Regions from separate parts of the Zea mays genome. Here regions 2 and 3 are each linked to region 1. A link is a contact called in public Hi-C data. All regions are on one chromosome and are shown on one strand. The core of a region is the stretch at or near the end of the contact, and the rest is flanking DNA. Distances in the headings are between cores, read along the strand shown.

The links. Hi-C and Micro-C count contacts between places; a contact is called where the count stands out from the background.
Region 2: a contact with region 1 is called in a Hi-C map of ear, with 2.6 times the contacts expected there. The contact joins the promoter of LOC100193580 here to the promoter of LOC100272484 in region 1. A contact is called at or near these places in 2 of 25 Hi-C or Micro-C datasets (ear and endosperm).
Region 3: a contact with region 1 is called in a Hi-C map of bundle sheath, with 4 times the contacts expected there. The contact joins the promoter of LOC103637730 here to the promoter of LOC100272484 in region 1. A contact is called at or near these places in 4 of 25 Hi-C or Micro-C datasets (bundle sheath, ear, endosperm and 1 more).

Annotation. Positions count from the first base shown.
Region 1 is chr1:104,633,241-104,638,293 of Zm-B73-REFERENCE-NAM-5.0, forward strand. It overlaps LOC100272484 (Protein HAIKU1), which reads right to left and starts at 1,976. Exons shown (of 1, transcript NM_001146955.1): 1 at 645-1,976. The coding sequence starts at 1,829. The coding sequence ends at 903.
Region 2 is chr1:103,927,582-103,932,634 of Zm-B73-REFERENCE-NAM-5.0, forward strand. LOC100193580 (dihydroflavonol-4-reductase) reads left to right here and starts at 2,293. Exons shown (of 4, transcript NM_001138687.1): 1 at 2,293-2,880; 2 at 3,863-4,066; 3 at 5,028-5,053. The coding sequence starts at 2,545. It overlaps LOC103644826, which reads left to right. Exons shown (of 4, transcript XM_020542065.1): 4 at 945-1,741. The coding sequence ends at 1,451.
Region 3 is chr1:105,259,265-105,264,317 of Zm-B73-REFERENCE-NAM-5.0, forward strand. It overlaps LOC103637730 (lysine-specific demethylase JMJ706), which reads left to right and starts at 1,909. Exons shown (of 11, transcript XM_020546447.3): 1 at 1,909-2,594; 2 at 3,840-4,218; 3 at 4,326-4,482; 4 at 4,562-4,781; 5 at 4,874-4,927; 6 at 5,003-5,053. The coding sequence starts at 2,592.

The sequences.
Region 1 (5,053 bases), core at 726-3,225:
AGCTAGTATGCCATACAAAAGTCTGTACAACTGTAACTATACGAATATATTTCCTTTAATATACTGACATGGGCATGGACAATATTTTATTTTCTATCTGAAATCCAGAAACCAAAGGTATACAGTGTGGTCCCTGCGAGAAGTGCTGCTTATGTCGATTACCATGTTGAACTGCATATAACCCATTTAGTGATCAGATCAGAAGATGCTACTGCCACGCGGCCAAAATGAGCAAAAGAGCAACCTTTGTATCATATGTATACGGGCACAATTAGCACAGGATGGTATGGTCCTGTGAACAGTTAGTAACTTATAAACATAAGAACAGTGTGTCAATCTTAAAGACTAAGCCCTTCAGTAGTTCATGATAGGGATAACTACCAACATTTGTTTGATGGTGATTTTCTGACCAGATAATGTCCAGGAAGCTCCTCAACCAATAAGTAATACGGAAAGGAGAAAAAAAGAATAAGAAGAACATGCCATGCCTTAACAGGCAGACCAACAATACCCATCAGTTTGAGATTTGTCAGAAAGAGCTACTCTTTCATGAACTACAGGTTTACAATTACAGATTTCCAAGCCTAGTCACTCGAGAATCTAAAGTAGAACATGTCCAGAATTTGCATCTAAGAGAAGTGAATGAATTGAAATATTTCACAGTTATACAATTACAAATATATAACAAATCTCCTTTTACATACCGACTAATCAACCACAGCACAGAAGCAGTAAGTAGCAGCAATAAATATGGGAGTCCAAAGTTACAACCCACCTGTGTGTTTCTCCAGCCAAATCCGGCGGACGACCCAACCGACCTCACCGTGGCTACGTCCCTACCGTCAAATGTTACACGGCCGCCTTGCTCAAGAGGGGCAGCTGCTGTGGAAAACACAGACTTGCTATATATCTCTCCACCTTGGGCTAAGGCTCGGCAAGAAGCCTGATGGAGAAAGGAGCCCAGACGGCGACTGCGGGAACCAGAGACCCGGCGACGGCGGCGGCGGCATGGGTCCTGGGCCAAGGATGCCGGTCCCCGCCAACGGAGACAGCGCGGGGAAGTTCGGCGTGAGCGGCGGCGGGTGCTGAAACCCTGGCGAGAGTAGCGGATAAGGTGACCTGGGCGTGGGCGAGAGCAGGTTGAGGAAGCTGCTTGGGGAAGGGAGTATCCCAGGCGACGGTACAGGCGGGGGATGAGGATGTGAAGGCTGGTGGTGAGGGTGTGGCAGCTGTCCCGCAGCTGCAGCTGCAGCCGCCGCCGCCGCGGCAGCGGCTCCCGGTGGGGTGGCGCTGAAGAGGGAGTTCTCGAGGATGCGCATGTACGCTGAGACTGGGGAATCAGCCCAGGCAGGGCCGGGAGCGGGCATGTGCTGTGCTTGGGGCTGCGGCGGCGGCGGACGGTGGAAGACGGGGTAGTTGTGGTTAGGGTTGTGGGGGACGGCGTGGTGGTTGGGATGGACGGGCGGGGGCCGGGCGACGGGGGTTGCGATGGGGGGCGGGCGGATCCTCTGGAGGCGCATGGAGGGTGTCTTGGGCTGCGGCTGCGGCGGGCGGTGGGCGAGCTGGTGGTGGTGCTGCGGCGGCGGTGGGGACGGGGTACCGGCGGTGAGCTGCTGGACGATGTCGCGGAACTGGTTCTTGCTGATGTTGTAGACCTGCGGCTGGGGCTGGGGAGGGCGGTTTGCGGCGGGCTGTGGCTGCGGGGGCGGCGGCGGCGTGGCCTTGCGGATGGAGCGGCCGAGCTTGTTGACGCCGAGGTGCGGGTTCTGGCTGCCGGCGGAGGTGGTGCTACTGGCACTGCTGCTGTTGTTGGAGGTGGTGCGATCCATGGGAACGGGTCGGGGGTGAGGACTAGGAGCCGATTGATTGGGTGGTCAATTTTGGGAGGAGCAGGGAGATGAGGGCATGGGCGCGGTCCGCGGCGAGTTGATTGGGCTGGGTGTGGCGTAAGCGGAGGGGGAGGGGGCGGTGGACGGGACGAGCACGGAAGAGGAGGGGAGCAAGTGGAGGAGCGAGCGCGGAGTAGGTTGCTTTGCTTCAGGGGCGAGGGAGACCAGCTCGGTTGATTCGCGTCTTTGCCGCTGCCCACTGGCCACTGCCGCCGTCCGCCGATGGATCGAGTGGCAGACTAGCTGCCGGCCAGCAATTCCGTTTGTCCACTACGATTCCATTTGCTCCGCAGCAATACGTATTTTGGTGTCTGGACTTTTTGCATTTCTTCAACTTCACCCAGCTTTTGCCCTGCACTTTCCTGTAACTATCAGCAGCAACCCATGAGTTATGGCGTGATGATGATGGAGGTTAGTGACCATGAGCAACAGGCAACAGCGAGTATTACGGAAATGTTTACATGACTACGATTTCGTTGCCGCATGCTCAATGCTGAGGTGTTGCTGACCAATTCGCTGAATTCTCTACGGCACATCGCATTTATCAGGTATTTATTAATACTGTCAGTGGGGCTCAAGATGAGACTTTTAGCCCGGCCTGCATTCATTCTAAATTTTGTCTCTTCCAAACCTCTAAAATTTATAGTACTGATTAGGAGCTAAAATTAGCTATTTTTTAGCAGATCAGCTAATGTACGAGCTAATTCATAGTTATGCCTCTTAAACATTTGGTAGTTGCTCTGACCCAGTTAAAATCAATTAACAACTTATTTGAGATAACAATTGGCTATAAAGGTTCGGAACAGAGAGTCTATACTTTCTAAATCATTATCTAAAAATTAATTTTGAATAAAAATATGTTTATACTTTTATGTTGAGTAGATTTTTTTATAACTCGTGCTATAGAGAGTATATCTTCAATCTCTATTTTTCTAGACACAAATAAATATATATATATATATATTTATATTTGATCATCTAATTAAATAGGCAGTTAGACAATCAAAATCTCAAAAACTATAAAGAATATAAAAAACTTTGCTTTTATTCGACTAATAATATTATTAATTCTGATGTTGTCTTGTTACCTCCATGGCGAGTGTGTGTCGCGCTAGCAGCATGCATGTCGGCATGCTAGCAGCCCACCTTCTCCTCGCTTGGTATCGTTGAGAACCAAATTGATCTTAGTATCGTTGAGCACCAAATTGACCTAAGTATTGTTGAGCACCAAATTGATCATGCGGACACTCCGCGGTCTGGATGGTTCACCGTTATGGCACGAACCGTTCGCGCGCGCAGAGCCAGTTAGAGTTCTAAATTTCTTGCGGGATTTGTTAGCTAAATCCGTGGAATTAGCTTGGGAGACGGTTTGTAACGGGTCCGAACCTCTCTCTCTATATATATGGAGGGCTACGGCCGATTGAAACACCAACAATCGATCAATCAATCAATATACATCTAGTTATGTACATTTTTGCTCTATGAGTAGACAGTAACTTAGATTCCTCTCTCTAAATCTTCACCTCTCTCCGGCTCTACGTCAATTAGAGGCGTCTTAGACGGCCTGCCGATCCCAAGGCAAAGCCTAGGATTTCTCCTCCCGACGGGTCCCTCCCGGGAGCGAGATTTAGGCGCCGTTGACGAACTCCGCCACCCCTGCGCACGTGTGGACCGTCCGGTCATCAGGCGTGTACCGTCCGGCTCGTCAGGCAGGAAACCAGCCCCTGTGCTAGGTCGTGGACTGTCCGGCGCTGGCCGCGGACCGTTCGCGCTTGCGCAGAGAGCACCGCCGCCGATTCTCATCGGGGTGATTGGCGTCCGGATCGGCGCCAACACACTTTTTGGCAACTCCGTTGGGGAACTCGCATATAAACCTATCAGATCGGCCCTCAATGGCTGGTTCAAGGGATAACTCTGACGTCTCCCCAGCAATATCATCGAGCCGACTTGGGAAACCTTGCCGGCTGAAGAACAGCTTGAGTTCGAGGAGCATAAGGAGCAACTGATCAAGGAAGCAAAAGCAAAATTCCTAGCCAACTTCAAAGTGGACAGGAATAACAAGGTCGTTCGGCAACATGCGATTGATCTGGCTTCGCTCCGACCCACTGCAGCTACCCCCAAGGTAAGCAACACAAACGAACTCCAATCTCTTAAAGATTACATAGATGACCAGCGAGACCAAATGCAACAGATCATAGGGGGTATGCAAAATGATTATAAAAGGTTAGCACGTGCTTTGATAAATCTACCATTGCAAATTTTTCTTCGCACGAGGTTGAATTGGGGGAAAACACACATGATTTATCGGCTACAGGTTGTCACGACCAGTCACAAGCCCTTTATGGGATGCCGATAGACATGTACCCTGGGCAACCACAGCCTCCTATGCAAATCGGTGGTAAAATCACCGATCTGCGCATGTCCGGGCCGTACGCACGTGAGCGCGGACCGTCCGGGCCAGCGAAAGCCGATACTGTTTTTTAGAAATGAATTACCAAGACATGCACCCGAACCACCACGTACTACTCAAAACCTAAATGGCTCAGTCAGACCGTCCACGTATAGCGACAGACAGTCCGCATATAACACCGGACGGTCTGACCATATGGCCCGACAGTCCGCGCACGCAGCTAGACGCTTCGGCGTCCGTCCCAACTAAACTTCTCATCACGTCATACGACACACCAGCACCATAATATAGCATCCCTAGCCCATGGGGGCGAGTACTTTCCGGCCCCTCCTAGAAGGCTGAAAAGGAATGGCTAGTCCTATGAGCCGCATAGGGCAAGTAGTAATGCGCCACAAAACCCAAACCAATGGGGGGAAGACACCATACTAATATCCAAACAACCTCACCCATATTGGACCAGAGAGCATGTGGTCTTCCACCGGCCGCATTGACATAGTGGGGGAAGAGATAGCCGAGGCGTTCCGAGATAAGCTTGGAGTTAGCATGATCTCTGGGAGGCAGTCATATTGGAGACCTTATGATAGCCGATTTGACTATCACCCATACCCACAGGGAACTAGGATAACCAAATTTGCGAAATTTTCGGGTGACCAAGGAAAAAGCACGCGGGAGCACATAGGCCAGTTTTTAGCACAATTAGGAGAATTGGTCGACACAGAGGCGTTCCGTGTTCGTTTATTTTTATTATCTTTAA
Region 2 (5,053 bases), core at 1,043-3,542, 710 kb before region 1:
GCTCATATGTTGCTTTCAATGATGGCTTGTGTTATTGAATCTAGAAAAAGAAAACGTCATGGTCATGCAGCAGTAGGACAAATTAGTTATGGTCCAATTTATGAGAGAGATAGAAAAAGGATGGAGTATCTTGATGATAAAATTTGGAAGAGTGATGTCACTTGTGTTAATATGCTTAGACTTAATAGATCATCATTCTTCCGTTTTTGCCAACTTATTAGGAATCGTGGTCTATTACAAGACACCATACATATGTGTGTTGAGCAGCAAATTGCTATGTTTTTACACACAATCGGCCACAATGTTAGGAATAGGTTAGTAGGCACTAATTTTGCTAGGTCTGGTGAAACCGTTAGTCGGTATTTCAACAAAGTACTTCATGCTGTTGGGGAGCTACGACATGACTTCATTAAGCCACCATCATCAGCAACACCGACCAAAATCACTGGAAACCCACGGTGGGATCCTTACTTTAAGGTATCTTGCGGGTTAGACCTATTTCTATCCAATGGTCTTATGTAGAATTTCCAATCCTTACATTTTTTGTTCCAATGGGAAAATAGGATTGCATCGGGGCCATTGACGGCACACATGTTCGAGCCTCTGTTCCTAAGGAAATGGAGGCTGCATTCCGTGGTAGGAAGAGTCACCCTACTCAAAATGTAATGGCAGCAGTAGATTTTGATCTAAGGTTCACTTTTGTAATGGCCGGATGGGAGGGGACAGCCCATGATGCCCTCATTTTAAGAGATGCTTTAGAACGAGAAAATGGTCTTCGTGTCCCTGAAGGTAAAAACCTTATATAAGTTATTTCTTTAATTGTGACATAGATAATTACTAGTGTAGCTCATATACACAGATAATTACTAGTGTAGCTCATCATCACCCTCATTTTATTGAATGCAATGTTGATGTCTATGCACTAATTATCTTATTGCATGCAGGATGAAAGAAACAAGGGTGATGATGAATTTATAAACAAGCCTCTTCCCTACTATGGCAACCTTGCTACAATTTTTGGCAATAGTGTTGCATCAGGACGATTTGCAAAGACATCAAATGACCCTCTTGCTGTTGATGATGGTGAAGATGTGCAAAAGGAAGGGTGTATTGCAACATCTAGTGCTGTCCATGAGAATGACCCTGCAGCAACATCTGCAACTAAACCATCCAAGAAGGCCAAGAGGGAAGACAATGGTACTGAATTCTTAGTTGAAGCATTTCAGCATGCCACTCAAACACTAGCCAGTGCCATCAAGGAGGCAGCAAACAAACCTTTGCCAGCTGGTTTGTTTGAAGCTGTAGACAATATTCCAGGATTTGAGATTGCGCACAAGTCCAAGTATTATTCTCATTTGGTTTCTAATCCTGACATTGCACATGCTTTCATGGATGTGCCATTGCTTTACAAGGTCTCTATGATTACCGACTTCGTTAATGAGAAGTTTTAGGCTTTATGGTAATCTAATAATACATTTCACAATTTGTATGGATCTATGTAAGGACCTATGTTTGTTTGAAACTATGTATGGACATGTGTGTGATATGTTATGAAACTTATTTTTGACATAACACTTTTGTGATGGTTGTATGGATGAGTCATGTGTAAGATTATGGAGTAATTATTATACATTTTATGATCTATAGTTATATTTGTCATCTTAAGATATGACTAATGGTTGTATGAATGTGTCATATCTTAAAATACAGATTGACTAATGGAGAAAATTATCTATTTGCACTCATCAAACAAATATAGAGCATAGCCACTCCATTATGCTTTACTCTTGAACCAAACACAAAATGAAATCGCTCCGTTCTACTTCACTCTAGAACCAAACAAAGGATGGAGCCACTCTGTTCCAGTTCACTCTGCAACCAAACAAAAAACAGAGCCGTTCCGTTCCAGCTTACCAAACACAAAACAGAGCGGCTCCATTCCTAGAATCAGGGATGGAACGGTTCCGTTCTAGTTGGCTCCTGAACCAAACACTACCTTAAAGATGTTTTATAGGATACTGTTAAAGTTTATAGACGAAAAATCTTCTAGAGTGCGTTTACCGTCGTCTCTTGGACGCAGCAGTAGGGGAGCAGGCGAGCACGCCCAACCAACAACGCCAACGGCAAAAGCACAAGAGACACGACGGCACGGCACGGCACGGCACGGCACGGCACGGCACCGCACCGGGAGTCCATCCGTCCGTCCGGCACGCACGCACGCCCTTTGAATGCCCCCTCCCGCCTGCCTGCTGCCTCTGACCCGGCCCCGTATCGTATGATTCATTGATTCGTATCTCCTCTCCTCTCCCGGCTCGGAATAACCCGTCTCTCTCGCCCGCCCTGTCCTTGCCGGCCGGCCCCGGCCCCGGTCTCTTCTCTTCTTCTTCTTTTTCTTCCCGCTATATATACTGCGCGCCTCACCTTCCCCTCTTTGCAATCCGTATCATCATCTTGGCCTCGTCAATCCACCACCACCGTCGTCGCTGAGCTCCTCCTCCGGCTTCGCTTCGCTGTCTTGCCTCCTCCTCGGTCGAAGAAGAAAACATGTGTCCGGGATCCGTGGAGTCGTCGTCGGCGGCGGCGGCGGGCAAGAGCGTGTGCGTGATGGACGCCGCGGGGCCGCTGGGCCACGCGCTCGTGGACCGCCTCCTCCGGCGCGGGTACACCGTCCACGCCGCCACGTACGCCCGCGACGGGGAGGAGGGCGCGGCTGCCGCCGCGCTGCTCGGCCACCTGTCGTGCGCCGCCGACGCGTGCAGGCACCGGCTGAAGCTGTTCCGCGCCGACCCGTTCGACTACCACGCCATCGCCGACGCCGTGCGGGGCTGCGCCGGCGTCTTCTGCATGTTCAACACGCCCGACGACCAGGCCCAATGCGATGTGAGTACAAGACGGCAGCTTGCTTGATTTCTTTCGCCTCTCTCTCTCTCCTCTGCATATTAGTATTAATCCGGGTTTTCCCCTCGAAGAAACGAAAGCTCGTTTGTAGGAGTGACTTGTAGGTAGTAGCGCTCACTGCATAAAATTGGATTGGATTGGATTATGCTCTCCTATACTAGTAGACCCAGCCAGAGCTTATACTAGCACTGTAGCATGAACAGGGACCGGGACAGCTGGACAGTGGCAGAGGAGAGGAGATGAGCCGATCCTGTGCTACCTTTTCCTCCCTTTTCCATGAATCTCCATCTCCCTCCTCCCTGGTCTAGGCTGTTTGGTTCGTTCCAGAGGAGGGCTGGGACCCGGACCTCTTCATACTCCTCTGATGATGATGACCCATTAATGACACAGCTCATGTGTGGTGTGGCTGTGACTTGTGACTTGTGATGAGTGAGCGTGCCCCTTCTTCCTCCTCCAGCCTCCAGGCTCCAGCTCCAGGTGCGGTGTGAAGTCCCGCTCCTGCTCCTGTCCTACCAGCGTACTACTCCAGTAGTACAGTGGAGTAGCCGAGCGCATTTAATAGCTGGACAAGGTGAGAGGAGGAAGCTCACACACAGCACAGCACAGAGGGACCGCAACGGAGCAGAGAACTGGGCCACCAAACTGAACCAACCGCGGGAAGGGGAAAGGGAACTCGAACCCTTTTCCTCCGCGTGCATTAAAACCCTTCACATGGGCATGGGCATGTCAGCTGCTGCCCCTTCGTCCTCGCCCCTGCTTGCTGGCTGGCTGGTCTGCTCTGTCCCGTCCGTCCTACTCCTACGAGCAGGGAGGCCAGCAGGCAGCTAGCACGCAACGACTGCACGAGCTGGTTGACGAGCGAGCAGGGAGGCCAGCAGGCAGCTAGCACGCACCGACTGCACGAGCTGTTTTTTCTGACGAGCAGGTTTTATTAATTTGGTTGTGCTGCATCGTGCGTGTGCAGGAGTCGACGGTGGAGACGGAGGTGCGCGCGGCGCACAACGTGCTGGAGGCGTGCGCGCAGACGGACGCCATGGAGCGGGTCGTCTTCACCTCCTCCGTCACCGCCGTCGTCTGGAGCGGCGCCGGCGCCGGCGTCGGCGCCCACAGGGAGGAGGTCGCCGACGAGAGGAGCTGGAGCGACCTCGCCTTCTGCAGGAAGTTCAAGGTGCGTACGAGTGAGCGACTCGCTGTTTTTTTTTAAGTTCCGTTTCATGGATTAGTGCCGCCCGTGCCGTGCATAGGCAACTTTCATCAGACAACAGTGGTTACCAACCCCCATGATTTCCATCCAACCATCAAATCGAAGCCGATGGGATGAGGCTGCGGCGCCCTGGAAGGCCACACGGCTGCTTGGCCACTTGCCCTGGGTCGTCCTCATCCTGCAGCCCCCGGCCGAGCGATACCTTTCACCATCGATGGTCGAGTCGATCCATCCCTTATCCGTTGGCTGTAGCTTCCCGCACCTGTTTTGTGTGTGGGTGCCTGCAGTCGCGTGCCACTCCAGCCCTGCCCCTGCCGCGCGACGCAAGCGTGCCTGGAAATCAGGGTTCTTGGTGGCCAAACTCCATTTTAAAGGCGTCCCTGAAATATCCCTTCCTTACCTTGATGAGCACAGCACAAAACAGGTCCATTCAGAATCAGGCGTTGTCTACGAGTCACAGAGCTGTCTCTGTCTCTGTCTCTTGAGGCTGGCTGTACAAGTCCAAGCCTGTGCGCATCAAATGAGGAGTGGCATCAGACATCAGACTCCAGACTGCTGAAGCTGACCTCTCAACTGTCTACGGCTCGGGATTAGGACACAGAAAGAGAGTCGAGTAGTAATTAATTAATTAATTAATTAAACCAACTAACAAACACGTACACGTCATCATCAGACGCACTACCACACAACCAACACCAAGAGTGGTTGCTGGTTGCATGCATCTTCTTCGTTTTCGTCCTCCATGCATGTGCGTGAAACACTGCATGCAGGCTCCGATGGACAAAAACGACAAACACTGCATGCCAACTGCTGTCCGTGCGTGAAACACGATTGGGGTTGCCGACCGACCGGCACACGCACGGACGCAGCCAGCAGACGACCTGACCTGACCTGACCTGTGCTGTCTGCCTCTGCGCGCATGCAGCTGTGGCACGCCCTGGCCAAGACGCT
Region 3 (5,053 bases), core at 659-3,158, 630 kb after region 1:
TAAGAGCAGGGTAAGACGCTTTCATAACTTGTGTTCCACCACCACACCTGAGAGTAGAATTGTGGGGTTCATATTGTTTGTTTGTTGCCTTTTGTCTCTGTTTTGTACTAACAATGACAATACCAAAGAATATGCATCGACATGTTGGAGGCTCGTCCCCCACCACAAGCTCCATCTGCTGGTGATGTAGTGATGTCTCCTGTGGAGGAGGAGGACAACGATGATGTTGATGCACCGCTACGACGACCCCTCGCACGTAATCGATAAGGTACGAGAGGTAATAGTAGACGTCGTCATCATAATCCTAAATTAGACAATGATCCATATGCTAAGATTAAGTTCTCTATTCGTTCGTTCATTGGTTCTTATGATGTTGAAGCCTATTTAGACTGGGAGATGAAGGTATAACAAAAATTTAATTCCCATCTTGTTTCTGAACGAAATAGGGTTAACAAACCACTAGTGAGTTTAAAAATTTTGCTATCATTTGGTGGAATGAACTTGTTAACGCACGTGCTGCACCACAAACATGGAATGTGTTAAAAATAGGAGATGTGACTCGCTTTGTTTCTCCTTCTTATAGATGTGATCTTCGAAAAATATTGCAACACTTAGATCAGGGAGACATGTATGTGCAGGAATACTACCAAGAACTTCAGAAAGGTATGTTGTGAGGTGGGGTAGTTGAGGATCCGAAGGACCAAATCGTTAGGTTCTATGAGGGATTGAGGTAGGAGATTCATGATATTTTTGATTACAAAGAGTATCATTTCATAAACGCTTGTTCCACCTTTCGATGCTTGCCGCAGGCATGCCCACGGATGAGAACTTGCCTACGCAGGACCTAGAGGCCCATCAGCTATACCATGTGTTTTTTCTGTGCTCCGCCATGGGATACTACCAGGTTACCCGGGCAGAGGCCCATCAGCTATTTTGTGATGATATTGCGATAGAACCAAAACCCCGTCAAACCTAAATATGAGGGTACTATCCTGTCAAACGATGACGGCAGGTATAAATAACAACCTGGTAATTATATATATATATATATATATATATATATTAATTATAGATATTAATAATTGATTTCTTGCCAATCAGTACTCCTTATCCGTAAAGCAAATCAATACCTAAAGTTGTTTTAAATTATTTTTAAAGTTTGATTGAATTCATGAAAAGTGCAAGATCTATGGCACCAAATTACCACTATAGACACACCATAAAATATAAATTCATAATGTGTTTATTTGGATCATAAGTATTTGGATTATTTTTGTATAAACTTTGTGGAACGAAAAAGTTCAATTTGTATGGAAAGAAAATATGTATTAAAAGTCGTGAATAGGTAGACTTATCCCCTAGAGACCACTCATTTAAACAAACACTGAGCCATTAAAAAAACCAGGTAAAGCCTACGGCCGGTACTAGCACAACTGTGTCCTGCGTTGGGATGTTATCGGAAGGAGGGATCAGTGTGTGTGCACGGAGCAAAATGGTCAGAGCCAGCAGTACTACTGCTGCGGAGACTTCTCTAGAGCAAAAGCAGTGTAGGGTCGTGCCTACCCGGTGGCGTGGCCAGGTGGATAGGATAGGCTGTAAAAACTGATGCACATGCAGGGAGGTGGCAGCCGTGCTTCATCCGCGCCTCTCTCTCCTCTCTCTCTCTCTGGGTCAAATGAGCAGTTAGTTAAACGCAACCACCCTGGCAACGGGGGACGAGAAACAAATGCAGAGCGGTTGCTCTGCTGTCTTCTCTTCGGCTGGAGGGTGTGCAAATGAACGACGCGGTTCCGTTAGCGGTGGGCGTTTGGTGGAACCACCTCTGAATTCTCACCCCCCGTGGGCCGTGGTCGTCCATCCCGCGGGCGCGGCCACGGGAACGAGGCGGACGGACGGGGCTCGCACGACAACCAACACACGACACGACACAACACAAGCGAGAGGAGAAAAGAAGAGCGAGCGCGGAAAGGAGGCCACGGGGCGGGCGGTCGGGCGGTAGTACCCAAGCACAACCAGCCCATCCGCGTCTCGCTCGCCTTCTCTCTCTCACACACACACACGGGCGAGTGGCGACGGCCTCTCAGCCCAGTTGCCCCCCTTTTCCGGTTCGGTTGGTTGGCTCGGCTGCGTTTTCCCCAAAACGCCCCCCCTGTTCTTGTCCATGTCGTTCGTCTTCGGTTGCTCCAACCGAACCTCCCTCCTCCCCACCCCCCATAAAAGTAACCACCACCCGCGTCTCCCCCGTTCCGTCCCGTCCCGTCCCGTTTACTCCACCCCTCATCTCTCCTTCCGCCTCCTCCCCCTTCCCCCCGCGGGTGGTCGCCGGCCACCGCCGGTGGGGCCCACTGCCCGGTGCTCCCATTGCTGGCCTGGCCCTCCCCACCGCCTCTGTCCGGCCGGCGTCGCGCGCGAAACCAACCGACCCCAAGGAGAGAGAGGGAGAGTGAGAGGAACAGGAGGAGACCGCCTGCCTCGGATCCCCGGCCTCTCCCGCGCGCCGGGGGGACCTCCGGAGGTGAATGTGGGACCTGTGCCGCCGGGGATTTCTCTAGAGGCTTCTCCGACCCACCGCCCTGCGACGCGAACGCGACATGGTGAATCCTCCCCCCCTCCTGTAGATCTGCGTCAATTTCCTCCTCCACTCGCGCGCTTTTTCCTCCAGTCGCCGCGGCAATTAATCACCACCAACACTACTACTAGTAGTATCGTATCGCCTGGTTAGTGGTTACTGTTTGATTCCTCGTCCCCCCGTCTTCCTCTGTTTTCGCCTGTTTTAACGCCAAAAACCAAACGGAATTAGATTCTCTTATATCTAGATTTCATTAATTGATTAACGGCCCAACCCGTGGATTTTGCTTCCAATTGCAACAATTCGGCAGAAAACCTCCCTAGACAGCCGTGGATTGCTTCTTGTACGTGCCAGCTTTTTCCTACCCAACTCGTTAATTTCGTCAGTTTGCCGCCTCCTGATGAATTTCTGCTCCGTCAATGCAGGAAAAGTAGGAGTCCTTTTTTTATCCGTCAGGGAAAACTCGTCAAATCCGGTCCCTATTAGGAATTAGGGCCACGTTCCCCCTCTCCCATACGGCTATTGGTTTTCACCGCTAGGGTGCTTGTTTTCGCCTCGTTTTCGTTTTGTGCTGGTAGTATATATGAGGTTGCAGAGATACTCCTGCCGAACCGCTAGTACAAGTCAAGTTACGGTTCGTTGTCCGATTCTTGACGTGTGAGCGTTTTTGTGCGCCACCTCCACCGCCCTTTTTCCACAAATTCCTTCTCCTTCGGCTTCACCACCATGGTCGTCACGCATGTGCGTAATTGCCTACTTTGACCGCGTCTGCGGTCTGCTAGGAAGATTTCTCTTCTTTTCTTTCTTCGCGGAGTAGGGGTACACGCCATTTTTTATGCGTTCTCATTACGCTGATACCTCTTAGTTCTAGTTCCGAGGAAAGTTTAGTTGATGACTTAATCATGTTTTATTTGTTACTGCTATTATCGCTAAGCATCTTGCACTGTTATGGATAATTGATTGATTATACAAGCTAGAGCGCGTGGCTGCTAAAAATCATATTGCAAACTGATTGTGACTATGGGCGTGGTAGGGAAACAACCCCAGGAATATCAACGTGCCGTGTTTGGTTTCGGTACCTACAGCTTTCTTGACTTGGTTGCCGAGTTACTGCTCTTTTGGTACTACATAAGACCAATCTGTGGTATCCAAACAATTGGTGCTGTTTCAGTCTGCTGTCTCTGTTGGTCAATGTCTACTTGTAATACCGAACTGCAGTAAATGATAGTTTTGTTTGACTGCAAAATTGACTAGTTTACCTACGCCTTAGGTGGAGGGTAGGAGCTATCTCCCTGCAGAGGTCAGGAACGGCCTCGAGACCCTGAAGCGGAGGAGGCTCGAGAGAGTGCGTTTGAGTGCTCAGAACGAAGCTGGCGACAATCCTGCTGTGGCTGCGAGAAGTGGCGGTGATGCCTTGCGGAGCCCCGCTAACTGTGGAGTCAGATTGCATTCCAACAACAGTACAGGTTTACCTGGAAATGTCCATGACAAGAGTCCTTTTGCAAAGCGCAAGGTGGAGAAGTTTGATATGTCCAACCTTGAGTGGATAGACAAGATTCCAGAGTGCCCTGTGTATTGTCCCACCAAGGAGGAATTTGAGGATCCCATTGCATATATACAGAAGATTTCACCTGAGGCTGCTAAATATGGTACAGTTGCTTTATTTAGCAAAATATGTATATGATCATTTTTCACTCATTGGTCCAATGGTCTTGCTAGACATTTTGAATAACTATGACTGTTACTTATATTTCAGGTATTTGTAAAATCGTCTCTCCTGTATGTGCGTCTGTTCCTGCCGGTGTTGTGCTGATGAAGGAACATCCCAATTTTAAGTTCATGACTAGAGTTCAGCCCCTTCGACTCGCTGAATGGGCTGAGGATGATACAGTCACTTTCTTCATGAGTGGAAGGTATGCCCACTGTTTGTCTATTTTCATTATTGCTTTAGCTCATGTTCTGAACTTCATCATTTTTGGCATGACTCTGCAGAAAGTACACCTTCCGGGACTATGAGAAAATGGCGAACAAAGTGTTCTCTAAGAAATATTCCAGCTCTAGTTGTCTCCCAGCTAGGTATGTGGAGGAGGAGTTCTGGCGTGAAATTGCTTTTGGCAAAATGGATTTCGTAGAATATGCTTGTGACGTTGATGGGAGTGCCTTCTCTTCATCTCCTCATGATCAACTTGGGAAAAGCAACTGGAACCTCAAGGTGAATATTCTTTCTTTGATCGGCCATGCATGTGTGGTTGTGTATTGTATTTACTACATGGCCATTATTGATGTTCTTTTGCATGTCTGTAGAATTTTTCATGGCTCCCCAATTCTGTTCTAAGACTTCTTCAGACGCCAATTCCAGTAAGTAACATAATTCTATTAGTTCTGTACATTCTGTACATGTCATGGTTGTTAACAATTCTGGTCTGAAAACAGGGAGTGACAGATCCAATGCTTTATATTGGGATGCTCTTCAGCATGTTTGCG